Linked DNA regions of Mus musculus: region 2 is linked to region 1. The links are chromatin contacts, called in public ChIA-PET maps. All regions are on one chromosome and are shown on one strand. The core of a region is the stretch at or near the end of the contact, and the rest is flanking DNA. Distances in the headings are between cores, read along the strand shown.

Region 1 (5,380 bases), core at 1,102-3,601:
TTAGTTGCTATGGGGACTTTTTTTTCTTTTGTTGAGGGGAGGGTGCAAAGAAGAAGACTGCAAATATTATTTAAAACCAAATAGCCGGTGGATTGCAGAGTGTGTTGCTAACTTAGCCTTTCTGCCTGGATGCATCGAGACATTCCCATTCTCTTCCCACTAGGACCCCGAGCGTCAGTGCAACCTGAAGTCAGGTCAGCAGAGATGCATCGAGAGGTCTAGGGACGCACGGATGGACGGGCTGGCGGGCGGGCGGGCGGTGATGGGCCACTCTAGGGTAAACTGCATTTGGTGTCTCTGGGAGAAGAATCCGGCTGAGCTGCATTGTGAAGGCTGTGGTGGGCAGGGATGAGGGTGAGTGAGGGGGCTGCGTATGACTTAGCTCCCCCTTTCCTTTTCTCTTCCGTTGCTGCCTCCCTGCCTCCCGGCCCTCGATTACAGCGGTTCCTAGAGTCCTGTTCTAAAAGCCACCTGGATTTGACTAATCACACGTCATTCCCACACAGATTCTTCTGTGGTTCTTTGTGCTTCCTTTGCTTATAAATTTGATCCCTGACACACTTGTCTTCAGGTTTTCCAGTGAACTATTTAGAGGGGGAAAGAAACCCTACCTCCAAGCATCCTTATTTCCTGGGAAACGGACAGCTATTGTAGAGGAAGGCTATGGGGTATAAGTACAAAATGCTGTCACTGTGTCTCTGAGCTTCCTCCTCATGGAAAGGAAAGACAGCCCCCAACCCTCGCCCCCTCCTATTTTAAACTGGGTAAACTAAATTGCTTTGGCCAATGGGCAAAATCCACCTTAAGGGTGATGTATAGGTTTTTATTCTATGGCCTTGGCCAATGGTCCTGAGGGAATGATATTCATGGCTGTGCTGGTAGACAATGGGAAGCCCAGTGGCTTGGTCGGTTACTTCTGGGTCGCTCCTTAGATCAGGAAATGTATATGGAGAAATGATGTTCTAGATAATAAGACACATGCTGGAGCTGGAGAAACCCATGAGGTATGGATGCCGCTTACCAGAGACTCGTTGAGGGCCATTGTGTGTGACAGAAACCCCCACCTATCCCTGGCACAGAGGCTATAAGGAGAGCGTGCCCAGCCCAGAGTGGAAAACCCCCACTCTCAGGAGCTGAGAGGAATCTTTCTCTCTGGACTATCTGTAGCGCTGTAGATCTAGGGTTCTCAAACTTGGTCCGAGGGCCGGATTCTTCTGGGTTCCTCTGAGTGTAAGGTCCTTGACGTAAGAAGGCCTCTTAGGTTTTTAAGTGGTTGGGAGAAAAAAGACCAGATGAGCAGTACTGTATACCACATTGGTCGCTGACAGCACACATGTGCCAGTGCCTCCTGGTGAGTACTGAGCACCGCGCAGGGCTGTGGCTGGCTTAGTTGAGGGGGATGGTCTCAGGTGTCTTTGCTGTGAGGAAATCATGGCCCCGTGCAGCTCCCCCCAGAACTCGCGCCTCCTGTTAGGCAGCACAGGACTGTTACAGTCTGTGTCATGTGACTGACTAGCATGTGAAATTTGAATTTCAGTCTTCATGCGCAAAGTGATACTGGAACAAAGCCACACTGGCTCAGTGGCCTGTACTCTCTGATTGTTGACACGTTCTCCAGAGCCTAGGAGAGTTTGCCCATTAGGGTTTTCTAGCCCCTGTTCTGATGCAGCCAGCACAAGCCCAGGTAGTTCTAGCTGTACCGTCCGTAATCCACCTATGACGTACATGCATCAGTTCCCACCATATGCGTGAACTCAGCTTCCTCTCCTCCCCGGCCCTGCCTTCAGTTGCTTGTGGCACGGGTTGCAGGCATCGCTGCCTCCTACAGGGCCTTCATCAGGCTCCCTATAGAGGCCGGAGGAGTACACGGGTGGATGGATATTCACCCAGGCCCTTTCAGGACTTCTCTTGTACTCTCCGCTGCACTTGGAGAAGAGGAGCTCTGTCCGTTGATCTGTGAGAGAACACTCCACCAGCAATTTGTAAATGGCGCTTTGGTTAACAGACTTGTCGCAGTTGGAATCCTTTTGTTTTGGGCCATCCATAGGAAAGCAGACAGTGCAGGGCTAGGGTCTTTCATCCTTTTCTAGGCCCTGGGATGCTGCGAAGCTCACCATACAGAGAAATATTGAGAAATCTGCAGGCTAGTGCCTGCATTTGGACCGTTCCGTGTAACACTGAAACCTCATGCTTTCTGGCAGAGATAACGGAGTGACGTGTGAATATAAAAGTCAGCGATAAGACCCATGCAGCCGAGGGTTCAGCAGCGTTGTCACGGGTCACGCTGGCTCCTGGTGGCTCTTTCTTGGAACCCAACACCACTCATCTCTCCTTAAGCAGAGCCCCTCAGCAGAGCTACAGGAAGAGGCTTTTCTGCTCGTGGCTCCACTGCCTGTGGTTTCAAGGGCACTTCCTCTGGTTGCCCCAAGCAACTGGTTTCCTCCAAACCAGAAAGCTTTCTTTGGAAGAACTCTGAGATCGTAATCTCAAGGCTGGCAAAGGCAGCTGTAGCTACCGCTCCGCTTTCAGGCACTGGTGGGAGGGAGATAAGTCTATCCTAGCCATCCTCTGACTATTCAGTGTTTGGGAAAGGAAAAAAAGAAAGATTCGACAGAGAAACACATGAGGATGTTGGGCCAGCACGAGTCACCGAAGGTTGTTTGAAAGGACATAATCAGAGAAAGCTCTGGGGAGTGGCAACATGTTCTACACAGAATGTGGGGTGGAGAGCGGTGCTCCTAGCAGGGCCAGCCTCCACTGCTTATCACTGCAGAGCAACCGAACAGTAAAACCCTTTCAAGACACCCATCGAGTACCATACATCATGAGTGAGACCTGAGGGTTGCCGGACTAGAAGCCCCAGTGGTCTGAAGGCTTGCTAATGTGGCACTTGTTTTCCTGGGTGAGGGTCAAGAGAGGCTGGAGTTAGGGGAGCAGAGGATGCAGAGAGGATCTCTCTGACACCCCTGTTTTCCAGGTTTCCGTTGTTCTGACTCAGACCAGTATAGCCCAAGCAAAGTTGTTCAAAGCTGGACACATTCATGTTTAAAAACCAAGACCTGGGTTAGTTAGCCAGATGGCTCAGCAGGTAAAGGCAGTTGCCTTTACACAAGGTTGGACCCCTCAACCTCCATTTGGTCCCTGCAACCTTCATGTCAAAGGTGGAGAACTCATTCCTGTAAGTTGCCCTCTGTCCACCCCATAAGCAACTTGTCTTGAGGACCCTTGCCCAACATAAATAACTTGCAATAAAATAATTTCTTGCCGGGCAGTGGTGGCGCACGCCTTTAAATTAAGCCCAGCACTTGGGAGGCAGAGGCAGGCAGATATCTGAGTTCGAGGCTAGCCTGGTCTACAGAGTGAGTTCCAGGACAGCCAGGGCTATACAGAGAAACTCAGAAAACAAATTTTTTTTTTTTTTAAAGAACAAAATTCAAGGTAGTTCTATGATTAGCTTGTATGGACCATTGGCCGGCTTCCTCAGTCACTTGGACCCTGGGCAGGAGGAGTCTTGATCTCTGTTTGAGCATGTGGTTAGGGATAAGGGTAAAGAAAGCACAGAAAAGCAAGCACAAACTAACGTGGCCAAACCTGGATCCTATTGCCAGGCCTTGCAGATTCTCCCACCAGAGAACTTGGTGTCCTGTTCTGTAGTGTTGTTCTAACGAGAGTGGGTTCGTGTTATAGATGTGAAGACTTCGTGCTATCCCCGGAGATGGTGGGCTGGCATTTCTTTAGGAAAAACAAAACAAAACAAAACAAACAAACAGTGATTGCCTTATTTGGTGGTCATGAATGCATGCTTCACTGTGAGAAAGGTGAGCCTTAGGTGGATGGTCTGAGTCTTTAGGCAGTGTCGGGTAGGACAGTCTGATCCTTTGCACTTCCTGTCTTGTGCCCTTGGCTGGAGGCTCCATGCTCATAGTTCATCCACTCTCAGTAACACCAGAGAGATTGATGGGGGCAGAGGGTTCTCTGAGCCCGCTCTTAAGTCCTGCTCTCAGTCTTAAATAAGTCACAGCCAAGGTTACATTCGTACCCATGCATGGTTTGTGATATGTGTTCATATCTGTACACATGCATATGTGTGTGTGTCTATAAATATATGTGTGTATTTACAGAACAAAATTAGTATACATACATATATTCATACATCAATTTATTATCCATCTGATCATCTGTCTGTCCGTTCATCCATCCACCCACTCTCTATCTGACAGTATCTCTCCAAAAAGAGGCATTTGAATTTGTGATCTTGCCATACACTCTCCAAATACTGGGGGAAAGAGCATGTTTGGCAAAGCATCTTCTTTAGCAAAGTGCATTGTCTGTCACTGAGCTGTTTTAATGGAGTGGTGATGTTTGGACAGGGTTTTATGGCTACCGATGAAATGAAGACTTTATTTGGGGAGGAGGACCAGTAGTGGGAAATAATTTTCTCCAAGATAACTTCAGATTTTATTAAGCCTTCTTCAGGTGTGAAATGCACCACGTGTCCTGGTGGCTGTGTCCTGCGAGTGAACGATTGGCCTGATGGGTGAGGCGATGATCAATTCTGCAGTCGCCTGACCCAGACAGACCTTATTCCCATAAACAGTTATCTTTCATTTCCACCTACCTCAAGAAAACACATGAGCCTTGTCTTAGTCAGGGTTTCTATTCCTGCACAAACATCATGACCAAGAAGCACTTGGGGAGGAAAGGGTTTATTCGGCTTACCCTTCCACATTGCTGTTTATCACCAAAGGAAGTCAGGACTGGAACTCAAGCAGGAGCTGAAGCAGAGGCCATGGAGGGATGTTACTTACTGGTTTTCTTCTCCTGGCTTGCTCAGCTTGCTCTCTTATAGAACCAAGACTACCAGCCCAGGGATGGCACCACCCACAAGGGGCCCTCCCTGCTAGATCACTAACTGAGAAAATGCCCCACAGCTGGATCTCATGGAGTCACTTCCCCAACTGAAGCTCCTTTCTCTGATAACTCCAGCCTGTGTCAAGTTGACACATAAAACCAGCCAATACAGGCCTGAAGTTTATGAAGCTGTGTCTTCTGTCTTTATAGTTTGTGCGACAGACGATGACATTTGGCTTTGTTTATTTGTTTGCTTGTTTATTTATATTGTAAAGGCTCTCCATATGTAGCCTAGGCTGACTTCAAACTCTGATCTTTCTGTTTCCTTTCCTCAGAGGCTTAGATTAGCTCAGCAATGCTAAGGCCAGAACCAGCGTGCTCAGTTTGTTTCATAACAATATACGAGTGGACGCCCAGGTTATGAAGTTTGCTGTGTCTGGCTTGATTGCCCCAAAGGTTGTGAAAGGCTATGGGGATAAGATTCACTTGTCTCCTTTGTTGTTTGTTTTTATCGGTTTCATTTGGACCA
Region 2 (5,497 bases), core at 1,439-3,938, 290 kb before region 1:
AACCTCACTGAGGAGGTCAGGTGCTTGTCAGTAACCCTGAATCTCCTAAGTCTGCTGGTGGCTTAAAAATGTTGAGTGTCCTTGTGTGTGTTTTTTTTTTGGTTTGGTTTTGTTTTGTTTTCGAGACAGGGTTTCTCTATGTAGCCCTGGCTGTCCTGGAACTCACTCTGTAGATCGGGCTGGCCTCTCAGAAATCTGCCTGCCTCTGCCTCCCAAGTGCTGAGATTAAAGGCGTGCGCCACCACGCCCAGCATTGGAAGACTCTCTGTCACTCAGGGAGCACGTCTAATAGGAAAAGAAGAGTTTTTCCTCTGTGTGTTGTGCGGTGTCCATGAGGTGTCAGTGGAAACTCAGAAGAAAAGGTTCCGTTTTAGGATTTCAGAGGCGGTGGTTTGAAGGGGCAGCAGGGCTGAGGACTGGGTAGCAGTTTGATTCTTGGAACCAGTGGATGGTAGTGTGTGGTGTGATGCTTCCCATCTAAAGGACTTGATGTCATTTCTGGCTGTGGTAAACATGGACGGTTTTAAGTAGTAAGATGGCAAGATTGTGTTCTGTTTGTATTGCTGTCATGTGGGAGAGGCATGAACGGATGTGAGCCAAAGTAATTCAGGGACCTTGGTGCCCGGCAGTTCCATAAATGGCTTTTGCCACTGTATTCTAGATGCCGAGATGGTGATGGTGCCATCAGTGTAAGCCAGTCTTCAAAATTAAGCTTGGTGGAGAAGAACGTGTGTTTGGTTGTGAAATAGGTTAAGTAGCTGTTGTGTGGAACGGTCACATGGATGTTTTTGGCAAGCCATAGGGAATGTAGTATTTAAAGTTGGAAGTAGCCAAAACAGGGACAGAGTCACTCTCAGATGGGTGCTGGTGCAAATTCCAGAGTGCAGGGGAGAGAGAGAGAGAGTATGCTTTGGCTTGCTTGTTGGGCACTTTATGTCTGCTTTAACAGGCATGTATTCCTGCAGCCTTGCACAGACATCCAGTTACATAGAGAGAGGCAGATTTTCAGAGAAGTTAAATAAAAATTCACTGAAGAAAGGGCCCATTTCTAAATATTGGCAGAGCCAAGGTTTGAATGTAAACGTCTTCTTAATTGATATGCTTTGTAGAGTACCAAGGGACTGGGCAACAGACTTATGGCCACTGAGCCTTTAAGGGTAATAGAATTTGAAGTTTGGGGTTGAATGCATAAGGAAGTAAGAGGTCAAGTGCACTCTTTGGTTGTTTGGTTTTGAGTAGTTAGAGTAGTTAGAGGATGGGTGATGGGAAGCACTGCTGAACAGCAGGCCATGTGTTTATGTGTGTTACACTATAAGGTTTAGTCTTGGTAGGAGGTGGGACTATCAGATGCGATTGGGCTGTTGGGGTGGTATGGCATGAACCCTAGTCTCTATGAGGTAGGAAGAGGCTTTGGGGCTGGAGGCATTGCCCTGGTTAAGAGTGCTGACTGCTCTTGCTGGAGACCTGGCCGCTCACACACCAGTCTGTAACTCCAGTTCCAGGCAATCTGATGCCCTCTTCTTGTGCACAGACATACATTCAGACAGAACATCCATATACATGAAATAAACTTGAAAGGAGAGAATTAAGCAGATTCAGGGAAGGAATGTGAAGAGGTGAGTTGAAAGCAGCAGGAGAAGGTTGGGAATGGTAAAAGGAAGGCAGATTGGGAATGATGTCACTGAAGTCTGCTTGGTACAGAAGAAGAAAGGCACTCATTAACTTGCTATTTGGGTGTACTATTCTCTCAAAGACACTGATAAATAAGTCTTGATGGACTAAGGCAGGTCCATGTTGGCCAATACTTTGTACTCTTCCTTGTGGTTTTCCTCAGTGTGAAAGTTTAAAATTTCGCTGAAGTTTATGGAATGAGTAAAAATTACAGAATTTTTTAGCTGGGTGGTGGGTGCCTTCAATCCCAGCACTTGGAAGGTAGAAAGTTACAGATTTTTAACCCCTATAATTATATTTTTAGGCTTTCAAAGAATATAGCCTACCCCTCCCATATATCTCTAATTTTAAAATCTTGAATGTATAAAAATACTGTAAATTTTTTTTAATGAAAATGAGTTTGTTTATTTTTTTTTAATTTAAAAATAGCTCTTTTTGTTTTTGTCCTCTCCTAAGCTGTTGCTTCCAACAGACAATCAGATGGTGAATTGAGGCCTGTGACCAATGAAGTCAGAGTCTGTGTTTGTACATATGTTGCTTTTTGTGCACATTAAATGTGCTTAAATTCTTCAAAGAATCCATTTTTGCTGATAAACTGCAATGAACTTTGTCAAATGTATTCCTGTGCACATCCCTCTGAGCTGACAGTTGTACTCACATTGCACTTTGACTCCTTTAGATTCTCAATGTTAAAGGCAATAGCAAACTGTATTTTTATATGTATTAGAAGTATAAACTCAAAGTATGGGGGGGGGGGAGTTCCATCAGTAACAGCCCCTGGCAAGCACTGTTGCACTATTGTGCTTGTGAGAAAATGAAAAAGGAGAGGAAGCATCTAGAGTCTTGACATGACTACGGCACCAACGAGCTTTCTGAGGTGTTAGCACTGAGGTGTGGCATACAGTGCTGCTTTGCAGGGAGGGGAGAAATAGAAGTAGTCTTAAGACCCAGCTATCTTAAAGTCAGACAGATTAAGCTGTGAGGACTTGGTTATGAGCTGATGCTCTGCGGCCGGCCGCTCTTGACTCAGCACTTACCCTGAAAGGAGAAGTCTGTCAGCTGGGAGCTTGCTGTCCCTGCTTACACTGTAAGTGCCTTGATGTTTCACCTCTTGGTTACTAGGGACGATTGTTCAATGGAACTTAGATCTCTGTTGAGACTATTCCTGTTTTTTAACCTGCAATGTTAATACTTTTTAAATCAATCTTTATTGAGAGATCTGAGTGGGAAAAGGTTTCAGAATGCTCTTATTTTGTAAAAGGGACATACTAATCTGTTAGCAGCTTTCTACAGGATTTGCCTTGTTATTCCAGGAGAGTTTGGATTCTGTTAGTTACCGTTTTCTTCTATTCCCAAGTCTGTCTCTGTCAGTGTTCGAAGTCTATTTACACAGTAATAATGGAAGGAAATTTGGCTCTTCAGAACATTCCAACAGCACTTATCCCTAATGTTGATAAAAATGTGTTCCTCTTTAACATTTTTGTCAAGTATTTAGCTCCAGAAAAAATTACCTATATAATAATAAATTGATTTAAAGATAAATATGAGTAATAGAAAGATTTAGTTTTTACATATGGTTAAACAGAATTGGAGATAATCTAATACCTTTTTTTTTTTTTTAAAGAAAGATGACAAAATGATGGTTTTCTTTGTTTAAAGCCAGAAATAAGTTGTAGGTTTTTGGCCATGGGCTAGAAGAAGACACAGTTTAAGTATTTTCGAGTTACTTTGTATGGATGTCTGTACACATTGAAATCACATTTTAAATTACCTTGATAACACAGTATTATATCCCCTGACCATGACTGTTAGAGTCAGCAGTTGTGTGGCTTGTTGGTTACATTCCTTACTTTATAGTTAGAGTGTTTTGTTTGTTTTTTATTGTTGTTGTTGTTGTTTTTTTCCCGAGACAGGGTTTCTCTGTGTAGCCCTGGCTGTCCTGGAACTCACTCTGTAGACCAGGCTGGCCTCAAACCCCGAGTGCTCAAAATCCGCCTGCCTCTGCCTCCCGAGTGCTGGGATCAAAGGCATGTGCCACCACGCCCAGCATAGGTAGAGCTCTTTACTGATGTATATGAACTGACACCTTACCAGGTAGCTGGGTTAGAGTAATCTGAAAACCAGGGGAAACTCTGGGAAGCAGTTAAGAATTAGAAACTAGGTTTTTTGTTGTTGTTTTGGGTTTTTTGTTTTTGTTTTTCCACTTGTTATGTTTTATCAGAGGCGAGTGGACAATAGACCCACTAAAAATGGGCAGCCATGCAGTTAGCTCTCCAAAGTTCTCATTTGTTTGGATAATTGGAGTGCCATAGTATAAGCCCATGTGATTAGTAGTCTGCACTGGAACAGACTCTAGATGGGCAGAAGAGTTGACAGTGCAGGGTTTTCTTCACAGACACTTATTTTCACAAACATAATCAGTAATTAGGTTTAAAAAAGGGCCAAAATGCGGGTGTGGTGGTGCACGCCTTTAATCCCAGCACTCGGGAGGCAGAGGCAGGTGGATTTCTTAGTTCGAGGCCAGCCTGGTCTACAAAGTGAGTTGCAGGACAGCCAGGGCTACACAGAGAAACCCTGTCTCGAAAAAACCAAAAAAAAAAAAAAAAAGAAAAAAAGCCAAAAAAGAAATTTGAACTGTATACACATGCATAGAATCATACCAGTTGCAAGTACGTATCACAGCAGAAAAGTGTAGTTAGTTAGTACCTAATAAAACTTCTTTTAAAAGGTTTATTTTATTTATTTATTTTATGTATATGAGTACACTGTTCCTCTCTTCAGACACACCGGAAGAGGGTATCAAATCCCATTACAGATGGCTGTGAGCCACCATGTGGTTGCTGAGAATTGCACTCAGGACCTCTGGAAGAGCAATCAGTGCTCTTAACCTCTGAGCCAATTCGTCGGCCTGTAAATTGTTTTGTCAGTGGCTACTAAACTTAACCTTCACAATTTTGTTCAGTAGACAGTTAAATGACTAGATACCCTTAACTGAAGAAAAAATAATCTTTTAATTACAAAGTTGTACATGAGGCAGCATGTTTATAGGCAGGAAGTCCCTGGGAGTCTGGTAGGAACATAAAAAGCCTGGTTGACAATAAGACTGAGAACTCCTAATACCGGCTATGTGTGCAGCATTGATTTTAGTGTCAGTTATCATCTTAATCAAAAACTACCCTACGGAGAGAGGCAAGTGAAAGTACTCGCTGAGAGTCTCACCACCTGAGTTCAGTCCCTGGAACCTTAGCAAAGGTGAAAGGAGTGAAACCACCCCGTCAAGTTGTCATCTGGCCTCCACATACGCTCCCACACACCACAGACTTCTGTCTTAATTCAGTCATGCTTTTTACCTCAAAAAACAGTGTCTGATTTTTTACCTGTTTATACCACTGTAAACTTCTGTATGAATTCCCATTTCCCATTTGTCATTTAGTAATGACATTCTGCATAATTTTTGTTCATGAGGCTTCAGTTTTAAAGCTCCATATTCACTGTATGTTTGACACTTATTCTAGCTCTTTGCAAGTATATTAGAAACATAATCTCAGCAAGGAGAAGGCATTGATATAACCAGCATAGTTGAGTATATTGCTCAAACACAGGAATATACTCAGGTATATCACAAGACTGGAGACACTGGACCCAAAGAAATCTCAGTTTCATAATTTTTTACAGTGACTATTTGGAACTGACAACTTGAGGTGGGGAAATGGGTATTTCCTGATGAACTTATGCTCAGTGGATTTGCGCTCTAGGTTATATGTAGGCTTGCCAGTGGAATGTTGGTTAATCCCAGCAGGAGCCACTGTACTCCTTTAGGACTTAA

Evidence for each region. ChIA-PET counts read pairs in DNA pulled down with a chosen protein or histone mark.
Region 2: a contact with region 1 is called in an RNA polymerase II ChIA-PET map of memory CD8 T cells, with 6 read pairs. The contact joins two enhancer-like sites. A contact is called at or near these places in 2 of 115 datasets of contacts at active chromatin or transcription factors (memory CD8 T cells and microglia) and 1 of 9 other capture datasets (adipose tissue).

The regions. Positions count from the first base shown.
Region 1 is chr16:89,983,227-89,988,606 of GRCm38.p6, reverse strand. It overlaps a transcript of Tiam1 not described here. Among named protein-coding and RNA genes, the nearest start is that of Tiam1, 25 kb to the right of the region's middle. Within about 2 kb of position 2,351, at least 121 of the 459 cell types and tissues checked have an H3K27ac peak or open chromatin away from gene starts, as enhancers often do. A contact at or near this core is called in adipose tissue and memory CD8 T cells, where this site is marked.
Region 2 is chr16:90,276,437-90,281,933 of GRCm38.p6, reverse strand. All of the region lies in intron 1 of Scaf4 (SR-related CTD-associated factor 4), which reads left to right. Among named protein-coding and RNA genes, the nearest start is that of Scaf4, 5.3 kb to the left of the region's middle. Within about 2 kb of position 2,688, at least 55 of the 459 cell types and tissues checked have an H3K27ac peak or open chromatin away from gene starts, as enhancers often do. A contact at or near this core is called in adipose tissue and memory CD8 T cells, where this site is marked.